2 separate regions of the Anser cygnoides genome follow, and region 1 is linked to region 2. Evidence: chromatin contacts called from public Hi-C data. All regions are on one chromosome and are shown on one strand. Each heading gives the region's core, a stretch centred on a gene start, on an enhancer-like site or on the middle of the called end of the contact. The rest is flanking DNA. Distances are from core to core; before and after follow the strand shown. Region 1 holds the start of SMIM32 (small integral membrane protein 32). Region 2 holds the start of LECT2 (leukocyte cell derived chemotaxin 2).

Region 1 (5,440 bases), core at 756-3,255, 130 kb after region 2:
CCTTTTTAGTTTTCTCCCGCTGCCAGGCGTGACTCCCGTTACATTACCGAGCGTTTTCAGCAGCAGTTGAGAGAAACAGGTCTGGAAAGTAAACTCTCCTGCTCGGTGTGGAGCCGTTAGGTAAATACACCGTGTTTTACATTCAATGCTATGGCTTCATAAACGTGGGTAACAAGCTCCACCAGATGCACAAATCAGGGATTGTTGTTAATGCAAATATCCTTGTATGGGCACTGAATGGGGTGATGATGACATTTGCATACATATAGAGCTTAAACTGGAAACAAGGGGCATTTTTTTTTTTTTGCATGAAACCGTATAAATTTGCTAAAGCGTCACCTCTTTAGTTCATAGTAGAGCTTTTTATTTACAGCTATTCTGATTTGCATATGGCATATTTTTTCAGCAATCTTTTCCTGCGATGCAGCCTATTATTTTAAAGAGGGTTGAATCCACTCACTGACATATGGAAAAAAAAAAAAAAAAAAGTCTTATTGCACAGGGTTTCTGGTTCCCGCTACTGTGGTAAGACATTGTTTCTCTCTCGTGTCAGACAGCTTGTGTCCTCCACGGGCTCCTTGCTTCTCGGAGGGATCTGTCGTAAGGAAGAGTAGCAAAAAAAGAATTTTTCAGCTGGCAGTTTATGAAGAGCACAATGAGCGTCACAGTCAAGAGCAGAAAGAAAAACAGAATGATGTAAGTCACCAGGTCGGGCTTATTTATTTCCCCTTCTTTTAACACCCTGGCTGTCGACATGTACAGCGCCGAGGAGCTCACGGGTCTCTGGGTGCTGCTTAGGTAGGGCGTGTTGGTCTGAATGATGAGGTGAGCTTCGGTGGCACTGGTTGAATTTAGCAATTCACTATACATGTTCTTGCTTAAATTTCCTCCACGGTAGAAGTAAAGAAGGAGAGCACACACGGTCACTCTTTGGCATAGGAAGGGAATAACACTGCTGCTCGTAAAAGGCTGAGAGCGAGCCACATTTTGTCTACGAGTAAAAGCAAATTAATTCCCTCGCACGGCTTAGGGAGTTTCTTTTAAATTTCTGTGGCTCCTAGTTACAGCATTCATCCCCGGCTAGGAAGGAAAACCGGTGCGGGTACCTCGGTCCTGCGGCGTGGGGGCTCCGGGGCCACGGGGCGTGCATGGGAGCGCTCGGGGGGCAGCGGGGCTTCGGCGGGCGCCGCTCGCTCTCCGTCAAGGGGCAGGCACAGCGGGCTTCCAGGTGCTTTTCCGAAGTGGGATGCACGCGAATCCGGGGTTAAACGGGATCTGCGGAGAGAGGCAGCTGCCGCTTTGGCATCCTGCTGGGCTCGCCGTCGCCAGTTGCTCCCCCGGGATCCTCCTCGCTGCCGAAATCCCAGTGCTGGGAAGCATTGGTGGACTTTCTTAATCCCAGTTAGCAGCGCACCGGGTAGCCAACGTTCAGATGAGCTTGCTGCTTTAGCCTTCTAGGCATTCCTTTTGGCTTCTTTGAGAGACAAAAAATCAAAATAAATAAAAAAAAATCCAAGACCAAGGTCCCTTTGTTTAAAAAAGAGAGAGCAAAAAGCCTCCCCAGAAATTGGAGGGGGTGGCAGTTTGGAAACCTCTTCTCTGCCCTTGCCTCACGGCGCTGCGAAGTGGGACTGTGCAGAATTGTGTCAAACGGGACTTTTCCTCCCGACAGAGGCTCCACTGCAGCGTCACTTGCTACCGGGGGAAGGGAGGAATTGCACGGTGGTGCCGGCGGGCTCTGAAGTCCGCCGTGTCTGGCAGTGACATGATGCTAAGGGAAGAGATCCGCCGATAAAGCCCTGCGAGAGCCCGGGGCTCTGCTGAGAGGTTCTGAGCCGGGGGAGGGTAACAGGGGATGGGACAGAAAGAAAATTGCTTCAAAATCTCTTTCTTCCTCAGACCTCTATTGTTAAAATTGCTCTCTCTAGCATAAATAGAAGATGCCTTTTTTCTTCCTTTCTTTTTTTTTTTTTTTCCCTCTTCACTTGGGCCCCAGCACCCTCTCCAGCCTGACAATTAGCATGTTAATTTTTTTTTCATCAAATTGCTTTTATGCTGCTATTAGCTGCTGGCTGCTCGCCAGCTCCCTCTCACACTCTCACTCCCGTGCATCAGATAAGCCCGGTTAATACTTCGGTTTAGCTCAGTGCCACTTGGGAAGGGGGCAAAGGGGGGGGGTGGAGAGGAGCTGGGAAGAGAGGAGAGCTTGGGAACTTGACAGAAGAAAGTGTCAAACATGCTCTCCATCCCCAGGGTACCGGTCCCAGCAAACATTAATGCTGCTTATGACGAGCCATTGCAGCTGACGGTCCAGGGAGGTTAAACATTTCAATTAGCATAATAAATGTTTCCGCCACGAGAGAGGGAATTAAAAGAGGAGAAATACGCAGGTCAAGCAGACTTAAATCAAAGAAAACAAAGTCTCTGCTTAAAGGCAACGCTCTCCAAGGCCTTGTGCAGCATCTTCCTGACCTTCTGGCAATCTGTGAGTGCCTGGGGGAGTCCCGCGGGCCTCCAGCCCGTCTCAGAGGCAGGGGATGGCTCTCATGTCCCTATGGCCCCATGCCCACATCCTCCTGCTTCTGGACCTGCTGCTACCCATGTGTTTGCCTCCAAGCCTTGAGTCAAGAATTGAATTCAAAGGGAGATGTTCCTCTACAGTTTCTGCTGTTTTTATTTTATTTTATTTTATTTTATTTTATTTTATTTTATTTTATTTTATTTTATTTTATTTTATTTATTTTTTTCCTTTTTTTTCCCCCTTTTCAGCCAAAGCGAGCTGACTCCCACATGCTGCTCTCCAAAGAGCCCGGGTTCCTCTCCCTGTCTGTTTAACACTGGAGCAGGAGGCATGGCTCCTCCTGGGGACATTTCTCCTGCCTGCAGAGCAACCGTGGTTACACATATTTACTCTGCATGGGTTCAAAGAACAGGACAGAGAGGCAGGCAGCCAGCACAGGGGCTGGAAAAGTCAACAGAGTCATAAAAAAGCTAATATAGTTTGCAACTGTTTTACCTATCATGTCTCCTTGCAGTCAGGGAGGTTTGGAGCAGCAGCGGGACGTGGATGGCTGGAGGTCTGGATGTCTTTCCAGCACCCTCCCCTCTTCCTCCCTGAACTTCTGTCCAGTTTAACCAAACTTTGCGTCCTTTCTTTGCTTATTTATTTTGTTGAGTTTGTTAGTCCGTAGGAAAAGCAGAAAGGCAGCTGGGGGCTGAGCGCTATAAATAGCAAGGAGTCTACGTGTTCCACTTTAGCACAAAGTTTATTAAAAAGGCTTGTCTGCAAACGTTACCAACTCTGAAATACAGGGGGAAAACGCTGCCATGGATGTGCCCAAGTGGCACATCAGGGGACGCTCCTGGGAGCCACCAGAGGTGTCCCCAGGGGCAGGTGGCACTGCCAGGAGGGCTCTGAGCCTCCCCTTTCCCTCCCGTTTGCATGCAGGTTGCAAACGCGGACACAGAGCCAGAATATTTTCCCTTTTGCTCCAACAAAATGTTATCTCGTGCTCTCGAAATATTTGTTTTTTGCCCTGAGGATGCAATTGTGCAGCACCAGTACCATCGCTTTGGGCTGAGGACTGTTGCTAATGGTCACGGTCCAAGCACCTGGCAGCCAGTGCTGGAATAAATCCTCTGGTGTTTTACAAGCGCCCTGTGTGCGTGCAGGCTCTGGAGTGTGTAAAACTCCTCCTGTTTTTTTGGCTGTCTGTCTGAGGCTGATAGAGAAACAGATGAGAAGCCCTGGGAGTAAATCAAATGTGTTTTCAACAGCACCATATCCGGGCTTAATCTCAAAAAACCTAAATTGCCATAAATAATACGTTAATTGCAAAAAATAAGAGCTGATCCTTTCCCTCTGTTTCCCTTAATTTGGAAGCTCATTTAAAGTCTTCAGTTCCTTGTAATTTTTCCTCATTAACTTACTTCTTACTTAGTACCTTTGTTATTGTTGCTTGTTTTCTATTTCTCTTTGTTTAAGGTTTCCAGCACGTAATGACCTGTTTTGGTAAGGTTTTAATGTGCGCTGGAAGTGGTGCTGTGAGGACACACGTCGGGGCTCTGGCGGTGGCTGGAGTTTAGCAGCAATAAACCCCGCGGCGCTGTGGCTTCCTGGCACGCTTGGAAGCTGGGCCAGCGTCCTCATCCCTGGTGGCATCACTGGGATGAGCCTTGGGGCCCTGTGGGCCCTTGCTGTCATGGAGACAGGGCTGAGCACCATTTCTGTGTTGTGAGAGGCCCAAATTCTTCGTTCGGGTGCCCGTGCCCAGCAGCTCCTTCTGCTGCAGTCAGTTCTGCCCAAGTAAAAGGGCTGCTCAGCCCCTCGAGGGGCTGCTCAGCCCCTCAGCCCCTTGCTCAGCCCCTTGAGGGGCTGCTCACCCATTCTGGGTGCTCAGCCTGGGGTGTCCCACCTGGATGTTGTCCCTCCGGCTGGGCCCAGGCCATTTATTTAGGGTCATGGTGACGTGCTGGCAGCTGCGGCCTAAGCTTGGCCCAGTCTTGCCGTAGCCTGATACAAATCCTGGCATAAAATCCCCAGGGCTGAAAGAAGGGAAACCAGCGCCTGTGAACCTCAGCACCGTTTGCTGGAGCTCTCTGGGTGGCCTGGGCCATCGCGTTTGCTTTAACAAACACTCAGCCAAGCTGCAAACAAACAGGATGCAAATCTTAGAGGGTGACCAGTGCTTGGGGTTTGGTTGTGCGGTGGAAGGCTGGAGCCTTTCCCCGTTTCCAAAGCGGTAAATAATGCATGATCTGTCTCTTCCACGCTTACGCAACCCCTACCATGATAAATATCAACCGAGGGAAATGAGAGTGGAAAGAGGCATTATCTTTCTCGGTAATGCAACCATTTACAATCTGCGTTACGATTCTTCTGCTCTGAGGAGTAAGTGGCAGTCGGGGGGATTGTTTCTGTTAGCAGACCAGAAATCACAAATCATGGGCTGTAATTTTCCAGTGTCACTTAGAAGCAGCCTTAAAACCTTAAAGAGGAGGGGAAATAAAAATAATATACAGAGGTTGTTTCCTTTTTTAATCCCTCTGAAGTAAAACACTTATTTCCAAGTGCCTGGGAATCAAATATTGAGGACCATATGTTCAAAGGCAGGGTCTTAAAGCTAATCACCAGACACCTAATGAGGGGATGCTGCCTTTGGTGCTTAAACACAAATCTGGATGCCTGAAGAAATTGGCCCAAGTGCTGAGAAGCCTGAAAATATTATTTAGTTTTTTTTTAGTAACTTTTGTCTCATATTTAAAACTGAGTTCTAACATTATGTTTCTCAGGGTGAGTTTTCACCAGCTGAAACAGAAGCATTTAGAAGGTGTCCAAAGAAGTCTGCGGACCCAGAGGAGATGGGAGCTTGTGTGCATCTTATCAGGGCTCTGCCCAAATCCTTCATTCATCCCATGTATTTGGGGAGGCTGTGGGGAA
Region 2 (5,643 bases), core at 1,214-3,713:
ACGTGGGACGTGATCCCTGGGTAGACGCTCTGCATGGGCAGCAGGACGCCGATTTTCTCTCCCTTCTTGATGGTGCCGCTGTACTTGACGGGTTTGATGTAAAACATCTTAATGCAGAATCCTGGCAAGAGGGAGGAGAGAACAGGAGAAACTGTTGTTCCTATGCAGTGCTATAAAAGCCTGGCAAAGTCATAACATTCAGTAGCAAAATATAAATGACAATAAAATGATTTGAGTTACAGCAGCAGGAGACATTGCAGAAAATGCTGTGATGTTCCTAGAGCATCAGGAAGAGAGAATAAGAAAAGAGATAATTAAATATGGAGGAGATTTGGAAGGGGATTAAGTTGGGTAGAACTGCATCAGCAATAAAAGGCTCTTCCTTTAATCATCCCAAATGTGCCAAGGGGCCAGCTCCATCCGTTAACCTTTTTCACAGATGTGAAATGCCATAACGTGGCATCAACTAATTTTCCTGCATAAACAGAGCTTGGCTTTCAAAGACGTGTTTTTTGTTTGGGTTCGTTAACAGGCAAACACCCTGCAGCTCAGGCAGGGGTCACACATTGGGGCTCCGCTTAAAATCCGATAAACAGCCGGGAGCGTTTTGCGATCAGGGGTTGCAAGCGCACATCCTTCAGCTTGCCTACCTGCTCCTGACAGCTGGACGCCGTTGTCGATGGCGTTGCCGTTCCCGTAGGGCTTGGCCTGTCTGTCGATCTTCCCCGCGAAGGGCGCGTACACCGCCGAGCCGTCTGTGCACACCACGTCCACCCCTTTGTGCTTCTTCCCCCCCCTGCAGAAGAGCAGACCCCGTGAGCAAGCAGCGGGTTGGTTCTCCTGCTGCCCCCCATCACCCTGCCCTGCCCCGAGCTCCAGGGAAGCAGCCCCAGAGCTCCAATCTCAAAGCTCCTCCACCCCACCCCGCTCCCCCCACCCCTATTTTGTGCTTATTTTTATTAAGAAAGCTTCAAGTGCTGTCCTGTCTTCGTGGCCCGGACCTGGGGGCGTCGTAGCGGCCGCAGCCGTGGTTGTCACAGCCTCGGATTTTGTTGGAGGGTTGACCTGCGCAGATTTTCCCCCATTGGCCTGCGGCAACTAGAAGAGAAGAGAAGGTGAAAGGCAGCAGCTAGCAAGGAGATTTCCCCACCCATGTTGTTTAACGCCTGCTATTGCTAAGTGCCACGCAGAGCTCTGAAAATCTAAAGGCCTGGTTGAAAGTCTGTTGAAATTAACAGTAAAGTCCCTTTGGACTTTGTTGTAAGCGTGGCTCAGGTTCGTGGAACCAGATAATTTGTTATCTTTTAATGGAAGTTAATTTTAGGGATGCTGTGAGATATCTTTGTTTTATGCTCTGTGCAATGACACTTGAGGGTACTTGCAGCAGTGACTTCAAGGCAAAGATGCAGAACAAACAGTTACAGAGTCGCAGAACCACCTAAGCCAGAAAAAACCTTCAATACCCAGTCCAACCACCCAGGTGATGGAGAACGGATCCAGCTTTCGCTGTCGTCACCCACAGCCAAACCCCTGCTGATAACACAGCCCCAGCCTCACCTGAGAGAGGAAGAGCTTTGTAGGGGAAACGGGGGGACAGGGGCGCCCTCCTTTACCTTCTGTAAGCCTCGAAGGGCCCCAGCCTCCCCCACCAAAGCACACGGGGTGCCCAAGTGAAGCTCTTTGGGGCTGGAGAACAGGGCCGGTATAGCAAAAAAGCAGCGGGCTGGGGTTTGTTTGTGTGCATCAACACCTCGCAGGCACCAGCCCTGCTGGCATCGGGGAGCATACACAAATGGGGAAATTATACGCCGAAGGACTGGTGTTAAAAGGTGCAGGAAACCTCTGATGCCTTCCTCAAGCTAAGCAGCCCTTTGTTCTAGGTGCTCTTCATTTATTTTAACTAATCAAGTATTCTTTATAGAAGCAAAGGTGATGACTTTAAATGCACAAACACCTCTGGGAACACCCTGTGCTCAGCAGGCTGACCTTTGAGTTAAAGGCTTTTAAGAAAAAATGCGTGCTGTTAGCGATGGGTGCGCCTCAGCTGACTCTGTTCTATTCAAGCAGTGTTAGTTCTCCTACAAAATTTTACTACAACTCTCTACCATAACTAAAATGGATTTTTCGATGTAGGTTTCAATGCAGTGTGAGACAAGTGATTTTCAAAAGCAAAAAATGGCACAGAATAAATCAGCTCCTAGACTTCATAAAGAAACAAACAAAAACAAAAAAAAAAGAAAGAAAAGAGAGAGAGTGTGAGAGAAGAAGAAGAAAATGCGTTTACAGCAATTGAGCTAACTTACCACTGGAGATGGCAATCAGCAGGATGACTGCTGTGACTCCGTGCATCTTGATGTACCTCGAGAGCTCTGCTTTCACAGCAAAAGGTCCAAACCACTTTGCTTTCTATTTATACATCCCAACAGAGGCTGTATCCCGATTTTTCCAGCCAATCAGAAAATTTACATGACATCAGCTTTTTTGCTTGCAGATTGGGGCCAGCAGCAAGAGTTGCCAGCAGCCCATGGGCTGCACCCCCAGCCTGGCTGATCGGTGTGTGCAGGCTCCAGCCCGTTTAGCAACACCAGCTGTGTGTTCTTGTTTGCTTTTGTTTACAACAAAAAAGAAGAATTTTAAAACCAAACATTAAAGACAGTTTGTAACTAGTTCTCTCTGTTCCTGCCTGTTGCCCAATCCTGATGTTTAGCAAGATGCCACGGGTGGAAAGGGGGAAAAGAACTCGAATATAAAAAATATATAAAAAATATATATACCTTTGCCGTCCCACCGTGGCTTGGAAGGAAATTCAGGCAGGTGGGCACAGCTCCGTGCCTTATGCAGAAAAAACTCTGTGTGTCCCAGCTCTGGTCAGGCAGCCCATGAGACGGGACCCCCGATCCCCATTCCTTCGTTAATGCATCCCAGATATTGCTTTGTCCATGATGACAAACCTGCAGCGCTAACGGCGTGGGCGATGTTTACAACCTTCACTGTTCCTGAACGGACAAAGTGCAGGACCCTGTGATATCGTGGCTGAGCAAATTTACGGGAAACGGAAGGAGAAGGGAGCAGCGGAGCATGAACAAGGCCAGCTCCAGAGTTGTTTCTGGGAACGGAGGGAGTGGGATGCCTGGTTTATAGCCAGGAGCTGGAAGTTGTTATCTGTGTGGCTCTCTGGCTGCCCGGTGCGTGCTCTTTGGTTTCTCTGTGCAGAAACAACCCCGTGCCCAGGTTGGACGTGGCTGTGGGTCAGGGCTGGCTCTCAGCCCGAATGCTGAGATGTGGTCATACCTCAACCATGTCAGATAAACTTGTATTACCTTAAATTCAGATTGTTAATTTATAATTTTGTTAGCAACTTACCAATCAACGTCAAAGAGGAGAAAAGAATGACTGAAGCAATGTTGTGCATTTTTCCAGAAGCTAAAAACCAGCTTTCCCTCCATATTCTCTTGCTAATAAATATCCTGAGGGATAACAAACCCTTTTTCAGCCCCCTTGGTTTCACGTTGCACGCTCAGTATAGTACAACAGAGGAAGCGTACCATGGTGAGACATGGCGGGGGAACCCACCAGCTTCTCCAAACACAACCCCGAGCCCTCTTGGCCATTGACCTGCTCCATTGCTGGCATTGCCCTGCAGTCAGAAGGCAGCAGCCGCAGCAGCTGGCTCCTGCACCTACCGTCTGGTAGGGGGCCCACCGGTGCCTGGGCACGTAGACCTTACAAAACAGGCATCTGCCCTTGTTTCACGCAGTTTGCACACAGAGCTTTTTGGAAACCTGGATTCCCGGGTGGGATATTTGTTCCTCCAGGGTCTTTTAATAAACTGCTGCCGTGCTGCCAGGGAGACTGCTGTGGTCTGCAAGGCAGGCCCCCCGTGCCCCTCTGTGAGACCCTTCGGCTTTGTTTTGGTTTTGCTGAGTTAGAAAGTTTCAGCAGAGCTAACTGAGTGAATTAAACACGGCAAAGACTGAATTATTTGCTGACATTTTTTGTTATTCCCTCAGATAAGGATCAGAGAGGTAAAGAATGACTAACTTGGGTTTGGCGTGAGCTGTGCAAGAGCAGCTGATGCCTCGCTTGACTTGCGTGCGTTTGCAGCACTGCCTTTGGTGGGAACTGCAGCCTTGCTCTGTGTGAGCAACGCTGCGAAGACTGAAGCACTGCATAATAGCTGCCAGTTTCTTCATGTTTTGCTTCTTGCTAGCTGTAGCCAAAGTTTATTATTATTATTATTATTGCTGTTATTATTTTGCATAAAATCAGCCAGAAAAGTGGCAGCAGTTGGCAGTTAATTTTGCATTGCTTGCAGGTGTGTGAAAGAATTAAAGCAAGGAGAGGGGGAGCAGGGCTGGGGGTTGTGCTTGTGGGGGCTCTGAGGAGCTCCCTGGGGGAAGGAGGAAGGATTCAGGAGTCCCTGTGGCAGGTGAGTGAGGCTTTTCCTCATCTCCTGTAGTGCTGGGAGCTGCTGAGAAGCAGGTGAGGTGGGTGGCTGGGTAGTGGCTGGTGGCCTCTCCTGCAGGGGAGAGGATCAGTAGCAAAGCGGTGATCTGCTCCCATGCAACTGAGCACAATCAAATCATGTGTAATTCAAGTAAGATCAAATTTAAATGGCAGCAACATTAAATCTTAGTCCCCAAAACTCATCAAATGCACTAAAAGCAATTTCCAAAGCTGTAGCCCTGCTGGGATCTAATAAACTTTTCATTAAGGAGGAAGTGTTTGACTCAGCCCCTCATTTAGCAAGATGAGGGTTTTTTTTCCCTTGTGGAAGGCATGCAAATAGCTGTAATAATTTTATTTCTGCTTTACCAAGTACCAAGGCATGACTGAGTTTGTCGGTGATGCTCTGAAGGATAGGAGTTCTCAGCCCAACTAGCTTATACTAAAAATGCTCTTAGTTCCTCTCCCCTAAAACCTGCAATTTGGAGGGTTTAACACAAGCACACTGGGTTTTGCTTTACAGGAGTTACTCAGCATATCAAACTAACAGACAGGAGCCTTCCTTTTTCTTCTGGTTATCAGTTATTACATCTTGAAACACCTAAATATGTTTGAAAGACTTTCAGATCAAAGTACAATTAAATCCTAGGGTAGAGGCAGATTGCAGTAATGACGAGAGGGCACCTTGGTTACCTAGGTGTCAGACTTACCTAAACATCCATTTTTTTTGGCGCTATTGCAGCTGAATTTCTAATGTGGAATTGAGGGAAGTAAGCCCCAAGGCATGGAACTGCAGATGTTTGTTATCAGTGGCTTTTTCCCTTTTATTTTTGGTGGAGGAGGATGCTGCGTGTGAGCTGCCCGAGGGGTGCTGAGCTGCGTGCCCCCGTCAGCTCTGCTCTTCCCCTTGCTGGGTGTCTCCTGAGTTTCCCAGGGACTCCTGAGGACAGGAAAGAGGGATTGAGTTAGAAAGCTGTCCATGATGATAACTTACTGCTTCTGTTAATTCTGTTTAGCAAACAAAGACATTGGAATAACAGGGCATGCCAGAGAGCACTCTGGTGTCCAGAAGCAGTCATTTCATCTGCCTCCTGTCTCTGATAGAGCCCTGGGACCTTTAAAGAAATAAGAATTATCTTGTCACCAAAAAGCCTCTTTTTTTCTTAGGGAAACATTTTTGTTTCCAACGTGTAGCGG

The links. Hi-C and Micro-C count contacts between places; a contact is called where the count stands out from the background.
Region 1: a contact with region 2 is called in a Hi-C map of liver, with 2.3 times the contacts expected there. The contact joins the promoter of SMIM32 here to the promoter of LECT2 in region 2. A contact is called at or near these places in 3 of 7 Hi-C or Micro-C datasets (granulosa cells and liver).

What each region holds. Positions count from the first base shown.
Region 1 is chr14:3,957,387-3,962,826 of Taihu_goose_T2T_genome, forward strand. SMIM32 (small integral membrane protein 32) reads right to left here and starts at 2,006. Exons shown (of 1, transcript XM_048057053.2): 1 at 1-2,006. The coding sequence starts at 870. The coding sequence ends at 550.
Region 2 is chr14:3,822,600-3,828,242 of Taihu_goose_T2T_genome, forward strand. LECT2 (leukocyte cell derived chemotaxin 2) reads right to left here and starts at 2,464. Exons shown (of 4, transcript XM_013175706.3): 1 at 2,304-2,464; 2 at 1,002-1,098; 3 at 651-796; 4 at 1-121. The coding sequence starts at 2,349.